Linked DNA regions of Sus scrofa: all the other regions are linked to region 2. Evidence: chromatin contacts called from public HiChIP or PLAC-seq data. All regions are on one chromosome and are shown on one strand. Each heading gives the region's core, a stretch centred on a gene start, on an enhancer-like site or on the middle of the called end of the contact. The rest is flanking DNA. Distances are from core to core; before and after follow the strand shown.

Region 1 (3,327 bases), core at 755-3,254, 270 kb after region 2:
ATGATTCAGTGAAATGAATAACTGTAGACTAACAATGAGAACAATGCTAGACAAAAAGTAATCCAATTTGATTCCAGGAGTAATCCCAGCCACAGGGCAGCTGCAAATCCCCACTTCAGATTTTGCTTTGTCAGCATGTTCTCTGACAAGGCATAGATTTCTCCTCCACCTCTTGACAGAAGTGACATTAGCTAATAAAGCCAGGTCTATATGGACAAGGTGAAATAAAGAATCCAAGCATAGAGACCTTGAACAGAAACCTGCCTGGCAGCACAGAAGTGGCCTTTTACAAAGAAATAATCCAGATAATTTATTTTCCCTTCTGCTCGTGTAGACCTGTTTCCCTGAAATTCTTTTCAATCCGCCTGAATACAGAAGAGCACCAGGGGGAGCTCACACATCTTCCTTCTTTTTCTCCCCCTCTCAGAGAAGGTTGGCTCTTGTATCCCAGGGAAAGGGTGGGTCAAAACAACATATCTGAAATAATTTAGCGATGTAAACACACAGGTAATATTCTAGATTTTTCTGGAAGGCTCTGCACTGTCTCACTTTGGGCACACCTAAAATCAGCGGTCAGTCAACTCAGCTGGCTCTGAGTTGTGGCCTCTTAAACTCCTGAATCAAAAAGCATAAGGGCACATCTCTATGTCTCCCTTAAAAAGAGAGAGAGAGAGAGAGAGAGAGAGAGAGAGAGAAATCGGGAAGGGGAGACAGAGAGAAAGAGAGATTCTGCTTCCTTGCAATTTGAAATGACATTTTTCAGAACACTTCAGTTTTAATCACAGTGGAGAGTAATGGAAGGGATTTGGGTCTTTGACTTTCTACATTAATCAATGGGATTGATTTTTTTTTTTTTAATTTTAAAGAAGAGAAATAGCCTCTCTCCCCACCCCCTTCTCTCTCTGAAAACATGAGACAAGGAGGAGAAACTCTAAATATATAGTTAACTGTTGTATTATCAGTATGAGTGGAGAGAATCAATGGTATAAAGAATCCTAAAGGACTAAATAATCCCCAGCTCTACTCCAGGAGTGTGTGTTTGTGACAGTGACATTCAGAGTGTAGAGAGCCCTAGCCTGCCCCAACTGGTGAGAGGGGGAGAAAAAAGAGCCCCTGCTTCTGACACTTGATGCACAGAAAATGCTCTTCACTCACTACTTTCAAGAAATGATACAGTTCTAATCTTAACTTTTGAAACTACAGATCACAAAATCTTTTAGAGATCCTAGCTCTGGAAGATCCCTTCATGAGGTCATCTAACCAAACCTCTACTTTAAGGCAGGTGAGATAAAACTGTTTTAAATTTTACTTTAATAGATGAAGTAGTTGAGGTTCAGAGAGGACAATTAAGAGCCTGAGTCAGGCAGTGAAACGATTTTTGTCTGTAAATTAAAAACCCACTCAGCATCCAATTCCCCATGCTTGCCCTTGCCCCCATTATAAAACTGTAAATAACGTTGTTTTAATATTCCAGGTCTAAACTTTGAAGAACCCACAACCCAAAAGAGGAAAGATGACTGAATCAAAAGGGAATGCAGAATAATGAAAAACTGAGGTAGCTAAACACCTGGAGGAAACGCTAGGATTGATCAAAGATCCCATCAAATGTGGCTTTCTCCCCAGGTTAAGGAGGCTGAACCGCAAAGAAACCACGGGGCAGCCGAGGAGACGACGCCTTTTGGGGCCCTGTGTCGCGCTGCAGTATGATCAGCTATAAGGCCGGGCGAGGCAGCTGCCGCTTGGCGCCCGAGCGGAGGCACCGCGTGGCAAGGCCGGCGGCGACAACGCAGGGCGGTTGGCTCCGGGAGGGTCGGCCGGGCGCGCCGAGGCGGCGCGGCTACCGCGAGGAGCGCGCTCCAAGCCCGACTTGTTGGAAGATCTCGTGGCGCTCGGTCGGCGACAGAGATAGCGGCGCCGCAAGAGCGCACGAGGGCACGCCCACCGCAGGCCAAAGGGCTGCAGTTACAGTGGCCCGCCAGGGGACAGGGACGCCCCCCCGGCCAGCGAAACAGGCTCGGCCTCCGCCGCCGAGCCGGTCCGGACCGCGCGCAGCGAAAATAATGGAGATGTAGCCAGCGGAGGCTCGTATAGCGAGATCCAAATCCAAGACTCTATGTCGGCGTGGATGGAGGGCTGGCGGCAGAGGGACAGGGGCTTTAATCGCGACAGAAGCCCTGTAGGTGGTTCAGACTTTTTCTTTTGCCCTCAGGGGTCGAGCATCCGAGGTTAAACTGCCTGCGACTCACATGTCAGTGCAGCAGTTTCCCTGAGACTTCAGCGGCGGGAGGCCGAGCACCTGTGCTCCGTGCCTCTTGTAGGGACAGCTGTGCGCATCCCTCGGGCCCACAGACCGCACCATCTGACCTGCCAGGAACGAAATCTGAGCCTCGGAATTTGAAGGGCCCCGCGCACGTTCCTTCTCGGATAAATCTCCTAGGAAAGGATCGTTATTCTCCACTCAGAGATTATTTAGAGAGATGTCCTGGACGGGATAGGTAAACATATGACAGCCCAAGGAAGACATGTAAAACTTTAAATTGTAGACACTTAAGCACCAACTGTCTGGAGCCCTGAAGGGGGGAAAAATTATCCATCATCAGAAACTGCCAGGGCTGCTGGCATTTTCTAAATCAGAGGATGTATTAACCAGAGTGTGGGAAGTTTTCTGAACACAGAATTCATATTTCTGAAGCTCGTGAAGGGAGTGCTTCAACTCTCTTTCTGGTTGTTGTATCTTAGATCCCTAATTCCTTGGTTTTAACCACCAAGAAGAATTCCTTATAAGCAAGTTATTAAAAGCATTTACATTAAATATTACTGGATGGGAAATATTTCGTTTCCCATGCTCATTGTATCATATTCACTATGAACATCTCTGTGATCCAGAATGTTTGATATCAGACAGGCTTTCACAAGAACCCAAGCAGGTGTTAAAGGGCCCCACAGCACCTTGCGCTTGTGCAAACAAAGGGAATCCAAGGATGCTGCTGATGAATACGAAGTAAGGAAAGACACCCTTTTTCCCCCTTATTTTTAAGCTACTCTCTTAACCCAAAGAAACATTCTTTCTTTGACCATAAGATGAAGATTATTTAATTGATAACTTTGAGGGCCTTGTTCCTCTGTCACTCTTGAAGTTTTTTTGGTGGGGGGGGGCTGTTTGGGGGGAGGGTTTTTTGGGGGGAGAGGGCTAAGTGGAAAGGGAGAAGGAAAAGAAATTTGTTACTGGCTTTATCGAACCCTGTTAGGTTCCGTTTCTAACATGATGTGGAATGGAGAAGTTGCAATAAGTACATGATGGGAAAATAAGGTCTGTTAGAAAAATGT
Region 2 (3,170 bases), core at 163-2,662:
TTCCTAATTGATATTCCCACAAATCATAGATGCTGGCCTGGCCTTACAAGGATGCAGAATAGGATTTTGTGTGTAGCTCATACTAGGAGAATAACAAATGTTTCCCTCCTAAAGCTATTGAGTTTCCTCAACCTGCATTAAATTTTACCATTAGATAGTCATTCCTTTTGCTTTGAAGCACTGTATCTACAGAAATTCCTGATTAAAAATGAAATATTTCTGTGGCTCACATACAAAGTAATTAATAGCCTAAGTCACAATTGGGTCACCCTATAATCTAACAACATTCCAATGTACACAAACATTAAGTTCCACTGAGGGGGTCAAGGGAAAGCTTGATAGTGTAGGGCATAATCTGGAGAGGTAGGCAGCTTAGGTAGGGATCTAAGTGCAGTGTAAAACTCAAGAGTGCAGAAGGTCACAGAAAAGCACTGAAGACACTCTTACCACTTTTAGCTTTGGGAGAAGTTGCAATACTCCAGGATAACCACAATCTTTTCATTGGGTGCTTAGAATTCTAATTTTCAAGGTGTTTCACCTATATTAGCACATTTAACACTCACAACATCCCTTCAAGGACGGTATTTCCTGAGAAGGAAACTAAGAGTGAGAGAAGGGAAGTGACTTGCCTAAAGTCACCAGGCTGTGAAATGGCAGGTCTCACAGCTCCTGAGCCCTTTGAACTCACCACAACTCTCCCTCCAGGTGCCAGGATTCACTCCCTGTGCCCACATCAATGCTCAGCAATCTCCCTCTGGGTAAAGGTGTCTCACACCTCATTTGATTTGAGTCAGGAAACATGGAGATGGACCAAAGAAAATAGGATTCTGGCTTTGATTCCCTATCAGTGAAATAAAGGACCAGGGATGTATAAGTGTGTGACACAGACACTGACACACACACACAGACATACACTCCCCCATGCACAGGATCACCAAGAAGAATATCTGTTCTAGGCTCATAATTCAACAAAAAGTCATCAGTGATTAAAGCATTTGAGCTTTGCTCCGATCTCTGGTTTCGCCTTGACTTTCAGCTCTCTGCTTCTTTCTCCTTTTCTCCCCGCCCACTTTTTAGTGGCCTTTGTTCTTCATTCCTGAGCCATCTGGTTGCAAAGTATGGTAGGAGCACAGTGCAGCAGGCACATGAAAAAGCAGTACAAAAAAAAATAGTAGGAGTGAAAACAAAAGACATGAAGATCCTGAATTTTTTATTTCTCTTTTCAGATGGAAATATCACGGCTCCCAGTTCAGAGGCAAAATGGGTGAGCAGGCATGGGGTCTTCAGATAGGAGATTGACAGATGTAGAAAGAGGGGAGGACAGAGGCCCTGGGCCACCCTGTGTATTGAGGCTAGGCTGGGGTATGGCCAGGCAAGCCACATGAGTGGTCTCTGGACCTGAGACGCATATCAGAGGAGGTATTAGAGGAACCACATAGCACACCTGCTTCCAATAGCCCCCATGCTGCCATGCTCAGCCTCCTGTACTGTGGAATTTATTTTTTCTGGAAGCCAAGCCTTCGAGTCTCTCCTTCCCTATAGAAAGCTTCTGTGTTTATGTCCATGGTCTCTACTATGAGAATGCATACAGCCACTACCTCAAATACCATAAATCCTCTCTCTCTCCCCCTTTCTGTCTGCCTGTTTATCTACAATCTGTCTATTTAAATTCTTTTTAAACAAGAAGGGAATATCTTTATGCCTGTTTGTAGGAATATTCTACATCCATCTGTTATTTACATCATTCGTTTTCCTGAGGTGTCTCCAACAAATCCTGGCTGGATGCACTGTATGTGTTATTAATAAAACAGCTGTAAAAATATTAACTGTACGGCCTAATTGTCAGCCCTGATTAGGAGCCAAGTTTATCCCCGGACGGATGCGGAGACTCAGAATTTGGGCTTCAATCCAGATCTGACCCTTGCAGCTCACTTTACATTTAATTCTTTGACCATTTAAGCTGCTCTGGCTTCTCCCACCCCCACCCCCCCAGGGATCCGTGCACATCCGGCCACTGGCCTCCTGACTCCTTCAGGTGGCGCTGCTCCAGCTTCCTGAATGCTCATGGCCAAGGCCTCTACCCCACTGGATTCCCCATCCCTTTGGTTAAACTTAGTCATGTGCTACATAATCACCTTTCCGTAAAGTAAAAGATGAGTAGAAATACTGTCAGCATTGTTTCTCTGCGCACACTGATAGGAAATTGCATTTGGAAAGTCTGTATTGGAAAATGTACCTCTAGTTAAAACCACAGGGTTAGGACATCAGAAAGACCCTCTGGATCGGCCAACAAAGTGATATTCCCTTAGTGTCCGGAATTAGATCAATCTTTCAGACAAACCTTCTGGATATGGAAGATAAATGAAGAGGTGATAATACATTTTATTTTTAATAAAGTATTCAAAATGAACCAAATGAGGGCAGAAGTTAGCAAATGAGATACTTCTGTTATTGTTCCCTTCTTAGTATAGTTAGATTAGCCCTGATGGGTTAAACCTAAGTGAGGTGTTTTCTGGGAGGAAAAACTATGTAGAAAAAAACTTGATTCTGTTGTTGTCCAGAAAACCCTGGCAATGTCTGTGTCATCTAGATTTTAGCTGATGGGAAGACAACAGGAAAAGACTCTTAGAAAGACTGGTATGGGAGTTCCTGTTGTGGCTCAGCAGGTTAAGAACCTGACTAGTATCCATAAGGATGCAGGTTCAATCCCTGGCCTCGCTCATTGGGTTAAGGATCTGGCATTGCCACAAGCTGCGTAGATCGCAGATGCGGCTCTGATCTGGCGTGGCTGTGGCTTGGGCTGCAGCTCTGATTCGACCTCTAGCCTGGAAACTTCCATATACCACAGGTGTGGCCTAAAAATAAAATAAAGTAAAATGGAGAATTTTAAAAAAAGATTTAAAAAGAAAGACTGGTATGATGGTTTGCTCCATGACATATGAAATAAATAAATTATCTGCCATCATTTCACAGAGCAAAGACTTAATGACATATTTAGAGCATATAGCCCCAGTGACACCTAACATAGCTGTGATTAATTGTGAAATAGTTGGATAAGATTTGATGCTTCATGTTACCCTTCTATTAGAGATTTTCTCTATGATTTCACAACATTCCACTTTGGAAATTTTATAGCAATGGCCTTTGATTTTGCTTATTTTTCCAGAGAG
Region 3 (3,462 bases), core at 130-2,629, 450 kb before region 2:
ACCATAATTCAGATAGAATTTTCAGGCCTAGGCTCTAGGCTCTTCTTAGCTTTGAGTTGGTCTCTGTGACTTCAAGTGCTAGGCCTGCCCCACCTGCTGACCCAGGCACCAGACCTGTTTTCCCCAAAGATGCCAGCATCAAGCTCCACCCTTCACCCCCAGACCCCCGACCTGACCCACCCAAAATAGACGACACCCTATGGCCCATCCAGGATCTCTGCACCAGCTGACTGGTAAAGGGCTTTGCCCTGGAATTAAATAAATTGTATATTATGCTTATTTAAGAATACATTAAATATATACATTTAACCTCCCCACCCCCCAAACCCCAGAACTAATCAATAAAGCCGCTTTGATTTTTTTGAGGTAGCGATTGGATATACCTTTTACAATTACTTTCCTGTTTACCAGAACCCAGTGAGCAGACTCGGTTGGAATTTTGCCTTTATTATCAGGACAGGGATGTATTGCCATCTTACAAGGTGCACCGTCGGGAGAGAGCCACAGTTCTGATTCCGCCTATGCTCACTGCAAAGCAGCAGTCTGCCAGCGTGTCAGAGCTGGCACAGCGGCTCCCCCATGCCCGGGAATCCGGTGCTGAGCAGGGATTAGAATGCCAGCATCTGATGCACGGGGTTGCTTCCTGCTCCCCCTTGGAGTCCTGACAAGAAATGACCTTGTTCAATCCTGCTGAGCTTCCTAGATTTACTGGGCTTATAGCAACACATGGGAAGGAGATTATGTTTATTTTTAAAACACACAAAAAAATGCAACCTTCCCAAGGCCTTTGCGGTGCTTGTGTGCAACAACACAAGTGCACACACACATGCAATGTATGTATAATCACTTCTAATTAACTTCAGCTCTTCCTGCAAAACTAAGTGTGAAGTCTTAAAGACTTGTCAGCTTCTCTGCCTGTGAAATTTATCTACTTCTAATTGTGAATAACAATACATTCAAGGTTAGCTATAAATGACTCAGATTTCACAGGAATCCAGTCTAAAAACCACATTTGAAGATGAATTCATTTCTGCAAAACATTTTTATAGTATGTTTCCAGATCAAAATGCAATTATTTATGCTTATCCAAAATGCCCTTTTTTTCCCCTCGAGGATTTTTTTTTCAAAATCTAAAAAATTAAATTTCATCAATTTTAAAATAAGCCCAGATATAAAACATATAAAGCAGGAAAGATGCCTAAAACAAAGATGAGTATATTATTATAGAGGATGGGAAAATATATTCAGTTTACACTTTTACAACTATAAATATTCAAAGAGCAGATGTTAACTAAGGTTAGGAATGTCCCCCACCTTGTCAGCAGCTCTGAGTACTCTGAGCACTTCCAGACCTCACCACTAGATGTCAGGAACAGCCCGATGAAATATACTAACCCATCCCTCCTAAGTAGAGTGGGTTACAGAACCTTTTAAAGTTTTTCCTGATTCTGTAGTTAATTTGGATAGGAAGTAATTTCCTTCGGGGGTTTGTGTCAAAATATTCACTGTGGGTTAATTTTAAGTAAGATATTAGAAACTATTAGAAAATGTGATCTGTTATCAAATCTGGGAAATGATCCTTTTAAAGCTCCAGGAATGTCTCCAGGGAAATCTTATGCCACGTGGAGCTGCACTGAAAACTGCCCTGTACTAAGGTTAGCTCCCGCCACAGCCACGCCAGAACTGAGCTCATCTGCGACCTACACCACAGCTCACGGCAACGAGACCAGGGATCAAACTCGCAACCTCATGGTTCCTAGTCGGATTCATTTACGCTGCTCCACTTCGGGAACTACTCCTTGCCTTTTGAAATAGGAATGGGCATGTCACCTGTGCAGTCACCAAGAATTCATGCAATTATGCAAGGATTTTGCATAAAACTAGGCCAGTGAAAGAAACAGTAAAGGAGGAGGGCCTTGCTGATCAGCTGAGAAGTTTTGACTTGAGACTTTGAGATCAACCCATTGAAGTAATTGCAGAAGACTAGATGTGATGAGTTGAAGTTTAGAAAGAGAGAATTCGATTCAATATAAGGAAGAACTTCCTAAAAATAAAGTAGCCCACCATCTAAACACAGCGCCTTAGAGAAACAGTGAGGTCCTCATCCCTGGAAAGATTTAAGGATCGACAGAGATCCTTAGGGGCCCAGAGAGAATCTCTATTTGTGGTGGCACGTGGGATTAAGTGGCCTCCAAGAGTGTCAGAGCCACAGGTCCACACTCAGTGATGTCCATCATTTAACCAGCAAGAAAGCAGCAGGAAAAAAGTTGAGAATGTGTGCATAGGTAAAAGAAATAAATGTTCGCAGTACCTAATCAAGGAAAATTGGGTTTTTGAAGCCCCATAGGGGAATGGTGATGGTTGTGCCTGTTTGTGGGACTCTGCCTGGGAAATACCGGCAAGAAGGAACTATTCAACTTTTGTGCTGCCAGCCTCTGATTCCCCTGTCTTCTTCATCCCTTGTCCTCTTTTAACCAAAAGTTGATCTTTTCTCATTTTAGGACCACACCTGAGGCGAATGGAAGTTCCCAGGCTAGGGGTCAAATCGCAGGCCTACACCACAGCCACAGCAACACAAGATCCAAGCCCCACCTGCAATCCAGCTTGCAGCAACGCCGTATCCTTAACCCACTGAGCGAGGCTAGGGATTGAACCTGCATCATCATGGGTACTAGTCAGGTTCTTGACCTGCTGAGCCACAATGGGAACTCTGCAAAAGCTGATCTTGACTCAGTCTTTAAAAAGTAAATCTTGGGGTAATTTAAGTGGCAATCCTCCCAATAGGTTGCATTTTATTAGGGAACAATGTCTGTGGGCTAAACTAGAAGAATAAAAGTTAGTCTGGGGTTGGAAGGCCTCAGCTGGCCTGAAGGGGAGGAAATAAGCCCTTGTTTGACCTTGTAACAGTTGCCTTTTCTGCCAAGAGGATAAGCCCCAGAGTATGGCTGGCCCTTGAAGTATATCACATGAACTCCGGAGATTGATAAAAAACAAAACAGAGTATTTCCACATATTCTTGGCTCTCGGAAGCAAAAAAGAACTACAGCTGAGATATAACTTAAGCCCACCCAAGACCTTGCAATATAGTGTATTACCCTAATGTAAATCAAGAGCGTGACTTAACTGTCTATCCAAATGCTCTCAGTAAAATCAGGTTTTATAACATCTTTCTAAATTCTGAGTTTGGTAAAGCATCACTGGTTAGACTATCACATGGATTTGAAATTTCCTTCTTATGCCAAGAGTGAAAAAGATTTACTCATGCTGGCATTTTCTAGTTGTGCGAAAGAGTTAAATGTTGGAGTGTTTACCTGGATTCTTGATCAGGCGTTAAATGAAATCCTTTCTCCTTCATCCCTCAAGGACAAGGATCACTCATAGTCTCATAGATGCTCAGAGCGGGAGTGATCCAAAAGGACCATTTAGTCCAATATCTTAATTCCACAGATGAGGAAACTGAGA
Region 4 (3,156 bases), core at 644-3,143, 340 kb before region 2:
GCCTCTGCACTGCACTATGTTCCAAAATATGTCTTAAAGCATTACATGCTGTGGGCTGCCTGGGAACACTGTTTTCCTCTTCCTCCTCTCATTCTGCTGTGAGAGCGTATGGATGCTGGATGGAAGGGAAAGAGCAAAAGCAGAATATTCCACTTCAAATGCCCTCCTTTCTCTTCCCCTTCCAGTCTCCCATGTTTACTATTCCTCCTCTCGTAGATTCATATCAGTTTCAAAAAAACTTGTGAAATTGATTCCAAAATTCTCTTCTTTCTTTCTTTAAGATTTATTTATATATTTCTTTCTTTCTTTAAGGGTGATTTTTGTTTTCCCTCCTGATTTTTGAAAGCCCAGACCAATGCAGAAGAAATATTTTATGTTTTTAAGGAAGAATAGAAAAGGGTTGATGCAGATGAATGGATTAAGAAGATGTGGTATACATACACAATGGAATACCACTCAGCCATAAAAAAGAACAAAATAATGCCATTTGCAGCAACATGGATGGAACTAGAGACTCTCATACTAAGTGAAGTAAGTCAGAAAGAGAAAGACAAATACCATATGATATCACTTATATTTGGAATCTAATATATGGCACAAATGAAGCTTTCCACAGAAAAGAAAATCATGGGCATGGAGAACAGACTTGTGGTTGCCAAGGGGGCGGGGGAGGGAGTGGGATGGACTGGGAATTTGGGGTTAATAGATGCAAACTATTGCCTTGGGAATGGATAAGCAATGAAATCCTTCTGTATAGCACTGGAAACTATACCTGGTCACTTATGATGGAGCATGATAATATGAGAAAAAAGAATGTATACATGTATGTGTAACTGGGTCACCTTGATATACAGTAGAAAATTGACAGAACACTGTAAACCAGCTATAATGGAAAAAATAAAAATCATTATTAAAAAAAAAAAGAAAGAAATGGGTCGATGGATGACCCATGAAGCCTTATGGGGAGTTACTGCTGGATATCCTCTTTTCCTGCAAAGACCCACTTGGACTGCAGTGAGAACTTCACAGTGGCTTGTCTTACAATAAGATCACTTTAAAATAGAGCATTTTGGGAGTTCCTGTTGTAGTTCAGTGGAAATGAAACTGACTAGTATCCATGAGGATGCGGGTTCAGTCCCTGGCCCTACTGGATCTGGTGTTGCTGTGATCTGTGGTGTAGGTCACAGATCACAGCAGATCCTGAGTTGCTGTGGCTGTGGTGTAGGTCAGCAGCTACAGCTCTGATTCGACCCCTAGCCGGGGAACCTTCATATATTGAGGGTGCAGCCCTAAAAAGCAAAATGAAATGAAATGAAATAAAATAGAGCATTTTGAGTACACTGTCTGTTACCCAGATTGGGTTGCTACTGGAGAAGGATGGACTTTGTCATGGCTTCTGCTGCCACATCCACACAATGACAGAGAGGCAGCCGTGGGGTTGTTTTGGAGAAACCCCTTTCTAAGGACTCGGAGGAAGTGAGCCAGGCATTTGTAACACAAACCAGTGACTCAAGAAGGAACAGGAAAGGACAATCACAAGTTTCCTAGCCTGGGACACAGAAAACGTAAAAACAAGGTCACATGTCCCACCATGAAGAAAGGAGTCTCTGAAAAGGGAGGAAAAAACCCAGCCAAATATAACTCCACATAAAGATGATCAGAAAAACATCCTCGCTCGTTTGACAACCAACCAAGAATAACATATGAGTTCATCGAGCTCCAAAAGGGAAGAGAAAAGATAGAGGCATTAGCCAGCTAATTTAAAAATCAAGAAGTGCCTTTCTCATCATCATGCAGAGGAATGTTCGAGAACAGATCCTTATAGAGTAGCACTAACCCCCTGAAGCGGAGTTTCCTGTAGGGACCAAGCAGCTGCATCTTTGATGACTCCTTGGATATTAGCAAAACACTTGCTAAAAATAGATGAACATCAACAAGTCATAAATAAGGGAACAGGAGTGGGAAACTCCATACAAAAGGTGAGTGGGCAAGAACAAAGACATCCTTTTCTGCCAAGGCAATTATCACGTGCAGCAGCAAAGCATGAATCACTGAGTCATTTCGAAGTTCAAGTGCCAAATAAGAATAAAAGTCCTATGCAGGAAACTGTCACATAGCAGGGCACTGGAGGCAAGCTGCTCCCCTAGTATCTGTTTCTAGCACTCCATTTTATGGAGTGGAAAGTAAGCATGACAGTGACAGAAGCTCTGAGGGTATTATAATGGCCAGGTGGCAAGGAAGTACCCGGGCTGTCAGTCTGGTGTTTTAGCGACATCAGTTCTTCCCCTGTTTAAGCTCTGTTTAAGTTTCCTTTACTGGCAGGGAAGCCATCAGAATCTCTACCTTGATTTCTCTCGGGGAGGTGGGAGACCAGCTTCTCAGGTCTTGTGTGTGAACAAGTTGGAGCATATCAATTTGGACCGCACTAAATCAGATACATGTGGTTTTCTCAAAATAAGCCAAATCCGCGCTGATCAGTTTCTGCTCTTCCTTTCTGTTCAGTTTCAATCCATTTAAACTCTGAACAGTCTGTACTTATTAAGTACCATGTGTACATGGTGTAGGGCTTGGCTCTACCCATAATACATCAAAGCAAATAAGCACAGCCCTCCTTCTAGTAAGTCCTGGTTCAAGGAGGCTTTGCCATGAGCAGATGGAAAGCTACTGCAGCTACGCCCACCAGTTTAGGTAATTCTTGCCTAACACAGAAAGCATCTCATCTGATGTCCCAAAGAAAACTGCTGTCCGACTCCACAAAGACACCATATAATTCCTAAACTGCAACCTAGCAAATAACTCTTAAACAAATCAAAGTATCTGTAGAAACACACAACTCTTTTAAGAAAGTTTATGTAAAAATACATCCTCATGGGAGTTCCTGTTGTGGCTCAGTGGTAACGAACCCAACTAATAACTATGAGGATGTGGGTTTGATCCCTGGCCTGGCTCAGTGGGTTGTGGATCCAGAGTTGCCCTGAGCTGTGGTGGTGTAGGTTGCAGACACAGTTCAGATCCTGCGTTGCTGTGGCTGTGGTATAGGTTGGCAGTTGTAACTCTGATTTGACCCCTAGCCTGGGAACCTTCATATGCTGCGGGTGTGGCCCAAAAAAGCAAAAAAAAAAAGGCATCCTCATGTCATTTGGTAAGTCCTTAACC

The links. HiChIP or PLAC-seq counts read pairs in DNA pulled down with a chosen protein or histone mark.
Region 1: a contact with region 2 is called in an H3K27ac HiChIP or PLAC-seq map of skeletal muscle, with 7 times the contacts expected there. The contact joins two enhancer-like sites. A contact is called at or near these places in 1 of 47 Hi-C or Micro-C datasets (skeletal muscle) and 1 of 2 datasets of contacts at active chromatin or transcription factors (skeletal muscle).
Region 3: an H3K27ac HiChIP or PLAC-seq map of skeletal muscle shows a contact between it and region 2, with 8 times the contacts expected there. The contact joins two enhancer-like sites. A contact is called at or near these places in 6 of 47 Hi-C or Micro-C datasets (fetal heart ventricle, fetal skeletal muscle, heart right ventricle and 2 more) and 1 of 2 datasets of contacts at active chromatin or transcription factors (skeletal muscle).
Region 4: a contact with region 2 is called in an H3K27ac HiChIP or PLAC-seq map of skeletal muscle, with 16 times the contacts expected there. The contact joins two enhancer-like sites. A contact is called at or near these places in 5 of 47 Hi-C or Micro-C datasets (fetal heart ventricle, heart right ventricle, retroperitoneal adipose tissue and 1 more) and 1 of 2 datasets of contacts at active chromatin or transcription factors (skeletal muscle).

What each region holds. Positions count from the first base shown.
Region 1 is chr1:105,236,483-105,239,809 of Sscrofa11.1, reverse strand. No RefSeq gene overlaps it. Among named protein-coding and RNA genes, the nearest start is that of TCF4, 160 kb to the right of the region's middle. Within about 2 kb of position 2,004, at least 32 of the 83 cell types and tissues checked have an H3K27ac peak or open chromatin away from gene starts, as enhancers often do. A contact at or near this core is called in skeletal muscle, where this site is marked.
Region 2 is chr1:105,507,048-105,510,217 of Sscrofa11.1, reverse strand. No RefSeq gene overlaps it. Among named protein-coding and RNA genes, the nearest start is that of TCF4, 430 kb to the right of the region's middle. Within about 2 kb of position 1,412, at least 8 of the 83 cell types and tissues checked have an H3K27ac peak or open chromatin away from gene starts, as enhancers often do. A contact at or near this core is called in skeletal muscle, where this site is marked.
Region 3 is chr1:105,955,233-105,958,694 of Sscrofa11.1, reverse strand. No RefSeq gene overlaps it. Among named protein-coding and RNA genes, the nearest start is that of TXNL1, 56 kb to the left of the region's middle. Within about 2 kb of position 1,379, at least 5 of the 83 cell types and tissues checked have an H3K27ac peak or open chromatin away from gene starts, as enhancers often do. A contact at or near this core is called in skeletal muscle, where this site is marked.
Region 4 is chr1:105,848,183-105,851,338 of Sscrofa11.1, reverse strand. No RefSeq gene overlaps it. Among named protein-coding and RNA genes, the nearest start is that of TXNL1, 160 kb to the left of the region's middle. Within about 2 kb of position 1,893, at least 13 of the 83 cell types and tissues checked have an H3K27ac peak or open chromatin away from gene starts, as enhancers often do. A contact at or near this core is called in skeletal muscle, where this site is marked.